Linked DNA regions of Mus musculus: all the other regions are linked to region 3. The links are chromatin contacts, called in public Hi-C maps. All regions are on one chromosome and are shown on one strand. Each heading gives the region's core, a stretch centred on a gene start, on an enhancer-like site or on the middle of the called end of the contact. The rest is flanking DNA. Distances are from core to core; before and after follow the strand shown.

Region 1 (3,683 bases), core at 839-3,338, 430 kb before region 3:
ATGCAGAGAGAAGCCAGGACTGGTGTGAGCAGGAAAGATGGAAAGCCAGGATGAGGTGGGGTTAGAGTGGCCACCCTTTAGAGGCAAACCAAGGCCCGGCCTGGTGGAGCATGTGAATGGGGACAATGCGATGTGATGGAAATGACAGTTGTGCTCAGCCCCCTATGATAGTTTGCTTTTTATTGCTGCGATCAATATTCTGACCAAAAGCAGCTTATAACAGTTCATCACTGAGGGGCGTCAGGGCAGGAACCCAAGACAGGAACCTGGAGGTGGGAATGGAAGCAGAGACCATGGAGGAGTGCTGCTTACTGGATGGTCCACATGGCTCACTCAGCTCTCATTTATTATACAACCCAGGACCACCCACCCAGGGTTAGCCCCACACACAGTAGGCTGGCATCTCTCGAAGCAGCTGTTAACCTAGAAAATGTCCCATAGACTTGTTTACAGGATATTCTTGTGAAGCCATTTTTCTCAACTGAAGTTTCCTCTTCCCAGATGAGTCTGACTTGTGACAAGTTAACAAAACAAACAAAGCAAAAAACCCATCAAGTTTCACCAGCACACCCCAGGATGAGGGGAGGGGACACCGACACCAACACCTGTGGCTTTAGACTGTCCTTCATGACAGAGGGTCATGTCTGGGTACAGAGTGTGGAGAGTGAGTACCTACCCCAGCTACTCTTGTCAGACCCACCCTGAAAATCGCATGCCGAGGTCTGGAGCAGTCGTCTATGTGAGACTCAGAAAAAGGCCCATGTCCCAGATGGCAGAGGCTGCAGAGCACACACTGAAATTGGTGGCTCCTGGCTGGCTCAAGCAATGGGACCAGGCATAGAGAGCTCAGTCAAAGGAGGAAAGACTGAGGCTGGGAACAGGTTTAAATTAGATTGAGGGGCATCTTCTCAACTCCTTCTTTCTCCCAGTTCCGGCTGTTGGTACTAGGGTCAAGGGCTCAAAGCACGCATTCTTATGATTCCCAAGTGTCCAGGCATGATGGTGGATGTCCAGTATGGCCCACGGAACAATGACAGCTAGATAGAAGCCCCATCCCTTGTGTGAGCTGGTTTTGAAAGGTCACGAAGGGGTCTGTTAGGGGAAGGGTAAAAGGAAGGAAAGTCACTACTGGCATGGGCACTGTAGAGGAGGGGGATAGTGGGCAAGCCTTGCAAGCTGGTACCCATTGTCCACTGTCTGAGCTGACTTTTACAGGGAACACTCAGGTAGACCCCTGAGGGAAGGGCCACAAGGGTTGCAGTGGGGTCATACTTTAGTGTCCCCAGGCTGGGTAACAGGGCAGGGACATCTTGGAGCAAGAATATATTTTTGAACCCCAATTGAGCCTCTTTCTTCCCAGGTCCAGGAGTACACCCTCTTTGCTTTGTGAGCAGCTGCAGGGGCCCCGTGTTCCCCCAGCACTTCAACCCTCAAGGCCTTGACTGGTACTATTTAAAAGCATCTTGATCCAGGCCAGAGAAAGGGGTAATTGGGGGCCTGAGAGATGAAAGGGGCAGCCCCCCCACCATGTGCTGCCCTTGCAGAGGGGTCAACAAAACCCTCCTTGTGGTCCTGCCAATTATAGCCACCAAGGAGAGCGACTGGGCCAGACAGGAGACGTGACTACCCCCCTCCCCAGGGTGAGCTGGGGTCACTGCTGCCGCCCACAGAGCACCGGGCCTCCGGGTCAGCCTGGGAAAGTGTCCCTGGGCTCCAACCCAACGGTCCTGGGGCAGAGCTGGCCCTTTTTCGCTGGAGGACATGTCCACACACCCTGTAAGCCTGTGGTAATGAAGGGAGGGCAGGCTGGAGCTGCCCACATCCCAGCAGAACATTGTGTTTTGGTGGCCCTGGGACTGCTAAATCCAACCGTGCCTCTAAATGCCATGACTGTAATGTTATTCCTCCGCCACAGATGCCCTCTCAGGACCCCAGCATCTGGCCTGGACACTGTAGGTGGTACAAAACATCGCTGCCCACTTCCCACTCGCCAGAGCCGGCCTGGGTATCGCACCTGCCCCTCAGTGTGAGCTGGGGGCGTGTCTACTCCAGCATGCCAGTTCTAGACCCTGACATGGCTGCCCCCTGGCGTCCCCAGCCTTCCTGCTCCGTGGTCCTCATCCCAAACCTAAAAGACACAGCAGCCAAGCACAGGCTGGATGGACACTGTTTGCTCAAATGTTCTGCCTGCCTGCCTGCCTCTGTTGCTGCCTCTCTCTCTCTCTGTCTCTCTCTCTCTCTTTCTCTGTCTCTCTCTCTCTCCATACTCTCTCCCCACACTCTCTTTATCCCCACTTTCATTCTGTCTGTCTGTCTGTCTGTCAGCAGGTCCCAGTGTCCCTTACCAGAATCCCCAGAACTTCCAATTCTTGGACCTGGCTCAGCTCAGCAAGATGGCCATGGCTTTTAATCACCCTTCTAAGCAATAAGCAGTCCATCAGTCAGGGAGGGGACAAATCATCCAGAGGTGACTTGTGTTGTTTCCAAGAAGTCAGGGCTGCCCAGGATCCTTTCCACCAGCTTTATTACATAGATTAAGGTTTTGTTTTGTATAATTTAAAAGCATTTTCTTCTGTTTTCTGCCTGACGGAGCCCTGTGATTTCTGTTTGTTTTGTTTTTGCTTGCTTTGTCTTTGTTATCTGCTCTTTAAAGGTGATACAAAAAAAAAAAAAAATTATAACCAAGACCCATATCGCAAAAACTTATCCCTTACAATAATTTTACAGTTCGATGTCAGACCCCTTAGTCCCTTTGGAGACTTTTTTTTTTGTATATAATAATATAATATAAGGCAATAGCTCAGTTTCGTTTTCTACATGTGAGTCTTCCCCCTCCCGTGTCCCTGGCTTCTCTGCCAGCCAGGCGCAGATGCACACGTCTGTTTGGGGACTCTCTAACAGGTTGCATTGATCTGCATTGATCAGTGTGTTGTGTCTTGGTAGCTACAGCTATGTCGGAGAGTTTGAATCCACTGTGATGCTCCTAGCTCCGGCTCAGGGTTCTTTAGTTATCCAGAGACTTGTATGGCTCCATTCAAATGTCAGGATTGTCCTTCCCACTTATATGGAGAGTAATATTGGGGGTTTGGTAGACATTAATGAGATCTGTAGCTGTCTTTTCTGACATTATGGACATTTTAAACAAAATTAGTTTCCCTTCCATGAATATGGGCTATCTTTCTGTTTATTTACCTGTCTCCTGGACTTATCTTCCATCAACGTTTTATGTAGCTTATTACATCCTTGGTTAAATTCATTTCATTTTTGTAGCTACTGAAGTGAGATTGCTTTTTTTTTTTTTTTATTTGTCTTCAAATAGCTGTTGTGTACTGGTAGCTTCTGATTTTCATGTATTAATTTTCTACCATATTTTAAAGTAAATTAGTTATGGCCTTTTTTGGTAGTCATTAATGGCTTTTAAATATATATATATACTGAATCATGTTGTATACAAAAAGACAAGATTTGATGTCTTCCTTTCTGATTTTCATATCTTTTTTCTTATTTAATTGCTTTGACCAGGGCCTCCAACACAGAAGTGGCCAGGGGTGTGTGTGTTCATGTGCATGTGCGTGTGCATGTGTGTGTGTGTGTGTGTGTGTGTGTGTGTGTCTGTCTGTCTGTCTCATTCCTGAACTCAGAGGAAAAGTTATATGCTTGTCACCTTTGCGTATAATGTTCTG
Region 2 (3,906 bases), core at 452-2,951, 350 kb before region 3:
TTCTTCCTTTAGCTTTCAGAGTTCTGGAATTCTCTGTGTTAGCCACACTCCCACTTTATGCAGTGTTAAGGATTGAACCCAGAGCTGCATGCATGCCAGGCAAGCACTCTACCCTCTGGGCCACATTCCTAACCCCTTCACCTGAACCCTGTCCCTTTCTTCTAACCCAGTTTCTGACACAGTACACACTTGTCTCCATTTTTTGAGCCCCTCTCCATTCTTGTCATCAGATGCTCTGCCTACATCCTGGGTTACTCTGCACCTTCCGACCTCATCTAGGGTTCCCCCACAGAAATCTTGGTCCTCAGGTGCACATCAGCCCTTAAAAAAATCATGGCTTTGGGGATTGAACTCAGGGTATTAGGAAGCACTGGATAGTTCTACCACTGGGCCATCTTTCTATCTGCCTGGGAGGGTCTCTTGATGGCCCAGGTCTACCGCTGGGGGATCGCCTGCTCCCCCAGAACCATCCAAGGAGGTTTAGTTGGAACCCAGATGCTGATTGGAGCATAGTGTCTTTTCTGTTTGAGGGTTTCTGTCCCTTGCTAGGGGTACTTTGGAAGGGTATCTTGGGAAGATGGCTTGGGAGTGCACAGTCACCGGATATAGGCAAGCTTCAAAATTCGACTCTGTGTTTTCGTGAGGAGTCAAGGGACACTGTTGTCTGATTCTGGACTGAGGGGTGGGGGTTGTAACAGTCTATGAATTAACCTTAAAGAGGGTATCCTAAACTCAGTGAGAGATTTGGGGTGGAACTGTCAAGTCAGTAAGAGCTTTGGAGGGAGCCACAACCCAATGAGAACCTTAAAGGGGGTGCCCAACTCAAGAAGAGCCTTGGAGGGAGCCCTCAAGTCAAAGAAAGCCTAAAGCACTGCCAAAAAAATTTCCCCTTAGTTATCCTGTTTGTGAGGAGGATGGAGTTGATCCCAATGTGTACCTAAGGAAACTGAGGCTGAGATGAGAAAGCCAGAAATACCGGTGGAGGATAACACAAGGAGAGCCCTGAAGTCTATACAGTCAGGCAGGCAGGCTTTATCTACTTATTCATTTCTTTATTTTTAAAGATGCATTTTATTTTGTTTATTTTTTTTTAAACTTAGGTTCTTCAGCTGCTGGGCTTATTTTTATTTAATGTGGGTACTGGGAATCAAACTGGGTCTTCTGAAATAAGGCATGGGTGTAGCCACTGAGCCGTCTATCCAGCGTCAGACACCACTTTCTTCTCTAATTGAGTGTGTGTGTGCGCATGCGATCGTGCACGTGGAGGTCAGGGTTGATTGACATGAGGTGCCTTCCATCACCGTGAGCTTTCACAAATCTTCACGTTGCATTTGTTTGTTTATCTTGTGTGCATGCATGTCAAAGCAAGCATACGGAGGAGGTCAGAGGACGGTGTGCTGACATCAGTTCTCTGCTTCTACCATGTGGGTTGTGAGAATCAGACTCTGACTTAGACATGGGCACTAATACTTTTTTTTTTGGTTATTTTATTTATTTATATTTCAAATGTTATGCCCGTCCCAGTTTTTCCTCTGGAAGCTCCCATTCAACCCCCTCCCCCTGCTTCTATGAGGGTGCTCACCAAACCACCCACTCACTCCTACCCTCTCCTCCTTACTATTATTCCCCTACGCTGGGACATCGAGTCTCCACAGGACCAAGGGCCTCCCCACCTATTGATGCCAGCCAGATAAGGCCATCCTCTCTGCTACATATCCAGCTAGAGCCATGGGTCCCTCCATGTGTACTCTTTGGTTGGTGGTTTAGTCCCTGGGAGCTGGGAGGAGGGGTATCTGGTTGGTTGATTTTGTTGTTCTTCCTGGGTTCTTCCCTACTCCTTCATTGGGGACCCCGTGTTCAATCTGACACTTGACTGTGAGCATCTGCATCTGTATTGGTCAGGCTCTGGCAGAGCCTCTCAGGGGACAGCCATACCAGGCTCCTGTCAGCAGGCACTTTAATGGTTCTCCACACGATTTTAGTGTGTGTGTGTGTGTGTGTGTGTGTGTGTGTGTGTGTGTGTGTGTGAGACATTTCTCTCACACACAGTCTGGAGATTCCTGACTTGGCTAAGCTGGCTGGCCATTGAGCTCAGAGATCTCTCTGTCCTTGCTTCCCAGCATGCTGAGGTTATAGACTGTACAGGTACATACTACTGTGACTGCCCTTTTACATGGGTCCTGGGGCTCTGAGCTCAGGTCCTTATGCTTGCATGGAAAGTACCTTACTGGCTGAGCTATTTCTCCTATATACTGGTGTCCTTCTGCTGGGGAGCCCCCCACCTCACCCTATCCCATGTGGGTTGGAAAGGCCACCTTCTGCCTGTCATGTCTGTCAAGTGCATGATCATTTTTGAACTGTTTTTCAAAGGTGCACTCAGTTTCTACCTAAGAGACCTGGGGAAGGAGCTAGAAGTCTGAGCTAGAAGTCTTAAGGGGATGGGGGTAGCTGGAGACTTCAAGGGTCTCTCTGCTGGTCTGATTAGCTGTAATCAAAGCCACCTTACAGGAGGGACAGGAGACAGGCTATCTCCCAAGCCTCAGTTTCCTCCTGTGTCACAAGCAGCCATCTATGAGAAGTGCCACCAGGGGGCTGCAGAGGGACGCTAGAGGGGCAGGTGCCCCCACCTAAGCCCTCTCAGCAAGACGGGGGCTGCCTGCCTGCCTGCCTTTGTCTTGACAACAGGAAGAAGGGGGGATGGAGTCCAGGTCCCCCTCCTCCTGCCCAGCTAGCCCAGATGAGGTGGCTGTGTGGGTGGGCGGGCAGAGGCTCTGGGGAGAACAGTGAGTCACTGCCGGCCAGAGCCTGAGCGGAGCGTGTCCCTCCCGGCTGGAGAGAGCGGTGGCGGCAGGTTTCATGGGTAATTATGTAATTTATGAGTCTCCTGCTCCGGGCTCTGTCTGAGTCAACCCTGCCGAGTCGTGACCAAGCTGAGGCCCAGCAATGAGAGGCGCGTGGGCACAGGCTGTATCCCAGGATCTGGCCTCTGCCCTAGGGGGTTCAGCTTGTACAGATGGAGCTGGAAGGGGGTGGGGCTCATGAGACCCTAGAAGGATAGAAAAGGGTATCTTTTCATGTCCCCGGCACTTGAATCAGACTATGGGGCTGGTAGTGTGTGTGTGTGTGGGGGGGAGGGGGCCAGGAATCCAGGTGTGAACCCCTGCTTCTGGATGTTTGCTTTCAGCCAAGGACTGACGACAGAGACCAGAGACATCCCAAGAGGTCCCTCTTGAAGGAGACCAGACCACACTGTTAACCCCCATGTGCCACTTAACAAAAGTCCCTCTGAATACAGACACGCAAGCATATTTACATTATATGACATATGTTTATTATTCAAAGGGCTACACACACTGAGAACTTTGAAAGCCAAGAGCAGAAACCCCTCCTTCCCCTCCCTGCTCAGTCCCCTGGGTCTGCCTACCCACCCCCCACCTCAGGTTCCTAAGCAAGGGCTGCTCAGATCTGGAATACAAGGCTCTGGGGTGGGAGTTGAAACATGGGTGAGAAGTTGGGGACTCAGAGGTAGATGGCACAGGGCGCAGTGGGGTGGGGTGTGGACAGTCCTCTCAGGTGGGCCGCGGGGAGCATCTTCTGGAGTCAAACATCTTTGTTGTCGGTTGTCGTAAGCGAGAGATCCAGGAAGGGAGGCCACAAAGTCAGGTAGAGCAGCTGCCGTGAGACAGAAGCAAGGAGACATTAGAGGGAGCCCTGAGGTTCTCTGAGTCACCCCAGAACCCTATAATCCCTAAGTTACCTGTGTCCCTCTCAGTCAGTGGCCTTGGCACACCTTCTAGCATAGTTCCTCCATCTTCAAGGAGCCACAGGCACCGCCCAGGACAGAAACCAGATTCAGACCCCAGGCTTCCTGTGGCAAGCCCATCTCCCCTTGCCCCTCCCTGCCAG
Region 3 (3,658 bases), core at 128-2,627:
CATGAAGGGCTTGCTGCACAGGTTGTTCTGCGTCCTGGCTGGAAGCGAAGAGCTTCCTGTCGTGTATTGGAAAGGTTCCTGTGCCGGACCCAAACCGTGCTAGAAAGACTTCCTCGTGGTCCTCATTGGGGCCCTGTCTGCCATTCCTCTGTGCTCTTGAGCCTTGAGGCCCAGCTGTCACCCCAGTTTCCCTCAAAGCCCCCCTCTTTCATTTTCCTGCTCTTGCTTGACAGTCTCCTCAGGGTGGCTGATTAGCCTGTCTGTGTGGCCAGCAAGCTCTGAGGCTCAGTCGTAATACTTTCCTGCGCCTTTCTGTGTATCAAGCAAGGCTAGCGTTGAGATCACTGCAAAGTTTAGGAAATTATAAACAAAAGGGGGTGGGGGGTCTTTGTAATCTCACCACCAAGAAGTGGCTTCTGCCTAGCATTTCCCTTCCAGAAAAATGCAGTCCCGAGGAATTAAAAGGCAAGTCCCAGAAGGCACTTGAAATGTTTTAAAAAGTAAAATGAGCAGATGAAATCATTTTAACAACATATTTCATTCATCGAAGGCAAACCATCGCCGTCTCAGCACACAATCAGGATGAATATGAAATGTGAACGAGACAGCTTATATCCCTCACCACTTGCATCTCTGAACTCCGATGTGTGGCTGTCACGGCGCATTTCATTCCGAAACCAACTACGTTTCAAGCGCATCATAGCCCGGTGTGACTCATGGCCATCATGCTGGCTTTAAACATTTCACAGGCTTTAAACATTTTTACTACACTTATTTATTTAATTTGTGTGTGAGGATGGGGTACTGCCATGGCACAGATGTGAAGGTCAGAGGCCACCTTTCAGGAGTCAGTTTGTTCCCTCTACCATGTGGGTCCCGGGTCTGGAACTCAAGTCATGAAGTTTGGAAGCAAGAAACTACCCACTGAGCCATCTCACCAGGCAGACCTCACGAGCTGCTTTTTAAAGACACGGGGGCAGTATTGACAGTTGGAGGCTGGCAAGGCCTATACCTTGAGCCTAGCGACCGGGAAGGTTTTTGCTTTCTTGGGATGGGTACCAGGACAAGCACAGAACCCACACATTTCCCCCACAGAACCCCATATACTAATCCTTAGAAAATTGAATCCCAGTAGAAAGAAATGGGAAATGTCTCCACCATGGCTAGGGCTTACAGTGGAGATCAGGTTTCCCAGAATCCCTCGGGTGAGACACGGGGAGTCCGCGGAGCCCCTCCACGGCCCCTGGTTAGACTTCAACAGCACGACTCCCAGCGCTCGCTCCTGTTTCCACGAATTTGTACTCTAAGCAGAAGCTGGGAGAACCCTACCACTCCAGACTTGACATCCCGCCAACTTGGGCTCTGCACAACGGGCTCCCCGAACCGCGTGTCTCCCGAGATGAAAGATTGCAAAAGAAGATAAAAATAGTCCCTCGGAAAGGGACGGCTTCAGCTGTCCCGGTTTGTGGAGTCCCCGGTTCACCGCAGATGTGAATAATTCATCATGGGCGGTACTGCTGTGAAGTAAGGGGCGGCATTGCTGCATTCTCTTTGATGAGGCCCTTAAAAAAATATCATAAACACCCAGCACATTAGAGGGAACCCAAGGAGTATCATTTTAAGTTGTTTTTTGTTGTGGGGGGGATGGGGTGGGACAGAAAGCAGCACCCACGATCCCGAGCTTAGAACCTAAGATGATGAATGGAAGCTGTTCCCGCTCCTCCTGGGCTCAGGCTGGAGGGTACGCCTGTGTTCCCAGGAGGTGGTCCCTGGGAAAAGAAGCATTTGGAGGACAGATCCTGTCACTGCCTTTTGCCTGGCCTCTTATCTTTACTTCTTCCTGAAGAGAGACAGAATGACTCCGGAAGGCACAAATATTCTGAGGAATCTGCAGATGTGAATAGGAGAGGCCAGAGCCACGATGGATGAGCCAAGAATGCCCCACACTGGGGCCAGGGCCCCTCGCACTCACTTAAGCTGCTCGGTGCACTCCTTGAGATTCTGCAGACACTCTTTTATCAGTAAGACCCTATGAGGCATGAGGCATGAGGCAGGGTGGGTCACTCCCAAGGCTGGCTGCTCTCCAGAGGCCCCAGGAGGAGGATGCTTGCTGCTGGCATTCGAAGTCTCTGAGCATTTCCTGAGGGAGCCGAGCATCAGAGCTGGTGTGCAAAACCAAGAAAATCACAAACACAAAGAACAAAAAGGTAGCTCTGAAAACATAACGTTTTCTACAAAGTTAGATCGTCTTTCTGTGGGAAGATCATGAGGGCTCACGTAAGCTGTAGGTGCTGCTATTGGCGGATATTAGGCCTCCCCCCCCCTCCAAATTAGGATTTTTGAATATAGAAATTCTTAAAAAAACAAAACAAAACAGAACAACAGCAATACAGCATCTCGTGAACCAGGCTGGTCTCTAGTTCTCCTTGTTGTCTGGGTGATGTTTCACTTCCTTTCCTCCTGCGTCCACCTCCCGAGCTGCCACCACCCCCAGGTTACACAATGCTGAGGGTCGAGCCCAGGGTTTCACACATCCTAGGTCTGACCTCTACAGACTGAGCTTTATGCCCACCCTAACTCCAGAAAATTCTTGACTAGAAGTCTAACCTGCAGAATGGGTTTTCTGGAATGAACCTAGTTGAAGTTGGAAGGCTACGGAGAACTGCGCTGCTCCCCGCCCCCCGCGCCCCCGTGCCCCGCCCCCTACCCAGAGCAGCCCACATTGACACCTTGGGCCCATGATAACCCTCTCTCTGGTCAGAAACAGGTTGGTAAACTGAGTCTCTGGTAAGACCAGCAGGGCGGAAGACACCGTACTGGTTATGTACTTCTCTGTCAGTGGTATCCCAGGCTCCCTCAACCACAGCCTGGGGTTTCAAGACAGAACCAGACCCCATTTCTATCCCCACCAGCTAATCACCTTGTCCCTCTTGGTACTCCTACAAGATGGGTCTGTCCCCTCTAACCCTACCTAACTGATGACTTCCAGGCTTTGGATTTTACTGTAGCAGGAAGAACAGCTCAGTTTGGCTTCTTGCATGGAAATTCCAGTCTGTCATTTGCCTGGGGTTGGTGTAGGCCCCTTGGGTACTTCTTGACCTTGGGGACTCCTTCCCAGTTCAGTAGAGCCTGGTGCAGGGAGGCCAAGCAGGAACAAGGCTTGGCAGGGCCATCAGTGAGGGAGCCAGCATGGCAGCTGCCCCCCAGCTGCAGCCCAGACCTTGCCCAGTGACGGATGGAGGGCCTATTCAGGGCCTGTGGGAAGAGATTGAGAAGAATTCTCCTTGCCTTGAGGAATCCATACCCTGGCATGAGCTCACTGTATCCCCTTCCTGGGAAAACAGAGGGGAAAGCTTCTTGTCTCATAGGGAACAGAGGCCTGGGTTGTGGCCAAGGTCCCTGGATTCCTGTCCTGGCCACCAGCATTCTCGCCTGCATTCCTACCATCTTCCAAGTCTCCTGGGACTGATCAGCATGAATCAGTGGCCCCTGTTAAAAATCTGACAGAATCTGCTGTCATTCGGCTTGAGGGGAGCACGGAGACCAAATCGGAGCACAGTGCAACTGGAAGCGTGAGCTTCCCTGAGGGATGGTCTCCGGCTGCTCCTTTGTCTTGTCAGTCTCCCAGGAAGCCACTGGGGTGGGCAGAGAAGGGCCT

What was found. Hi-C and Micro-C count contacts between places; a contact is called where the count stands out from the background.
Region 1: a Hi-C map of the N1E-115 cell line shows a contact between it and region 3, with 2.5 times the contacts expected there. The contact joins two enhancer-like sites. A contact is called at or near these places in 2 of 484 Hi-C or Micro-C datasets (the G1E-ER4 cell line and the N1E-115 cell line).
Region 2: a Hi-C map of the N1E-115 cell line shows a contact between it and region 3, with 6 times the contacts expected there. The contact joins two enhancer-like sites. A contact is called at or near these places in 4 of 39 promoter capture datasets (the 3T3-L1 cell line, the HPC-7 cell line and cranial neural crest), 8 of 484 Hi-C or Micro-C datasets (the N1E-115 cell line, cortical neurons, cranial neural crest and 3 more) and 1 of 9 other capture datasets (embryonic stem cells).

Annotation. Positions count from the first base shown.
Region 1 is chr12:109,828,871-109,832,553 of GRCm38.p6, reverse strand. No RefSeq gene overlaps it. Among named protein-coding and RNA genes, the nearest start is that of Mir3072, 83 kb to the right of the region's middle. Within about 2 kb of position 2,088, at least 7 of the 459 cell types and tissues checked have an H3K27ac peak or open chromatin away from gene starts, as enhancers often do. A contact at or near this core is called in the N1E-115 cell line, where this site is marked.
Region 2 is chr12:109,748,861-109,752,766 of GRCm38.p6, reverse strand. Mirg (miRNA containing gene) reads right to left here. Exons shown (of 8, transcript NR_028265.1): 8 at 3,309-3,672. Among named protein-coding and RNA genes, the nearest start is that of Mir3072, 2.9 kb to the right of the region's middle. Within about 2 kb of position 1,701, at least 3 of the 459 cell types and tissues checked have an H3K27ac peak or open chromatin away from gene starts, as enhancers often do. A contact at or near this core is called in the N1E-115 cell line, where this site is marked.
Region 3 is chr12:109,397,475-109,401,132 of GRCm38.p6, reverse strand. No RefSeq gene overlaps it. Among named protein-coding and RNA genes, the nearest start is that of Dlk1, 54 kb to the left of the region's middle. Within about 2 kb of position 1,377, at least 32 of the 459 cell types and tissues checked have an H3K27ac peak or open chromatin away from gene starts, as enhancers often do. A contact at or near this core is called in the N1E-115 cell line, where this site is marked.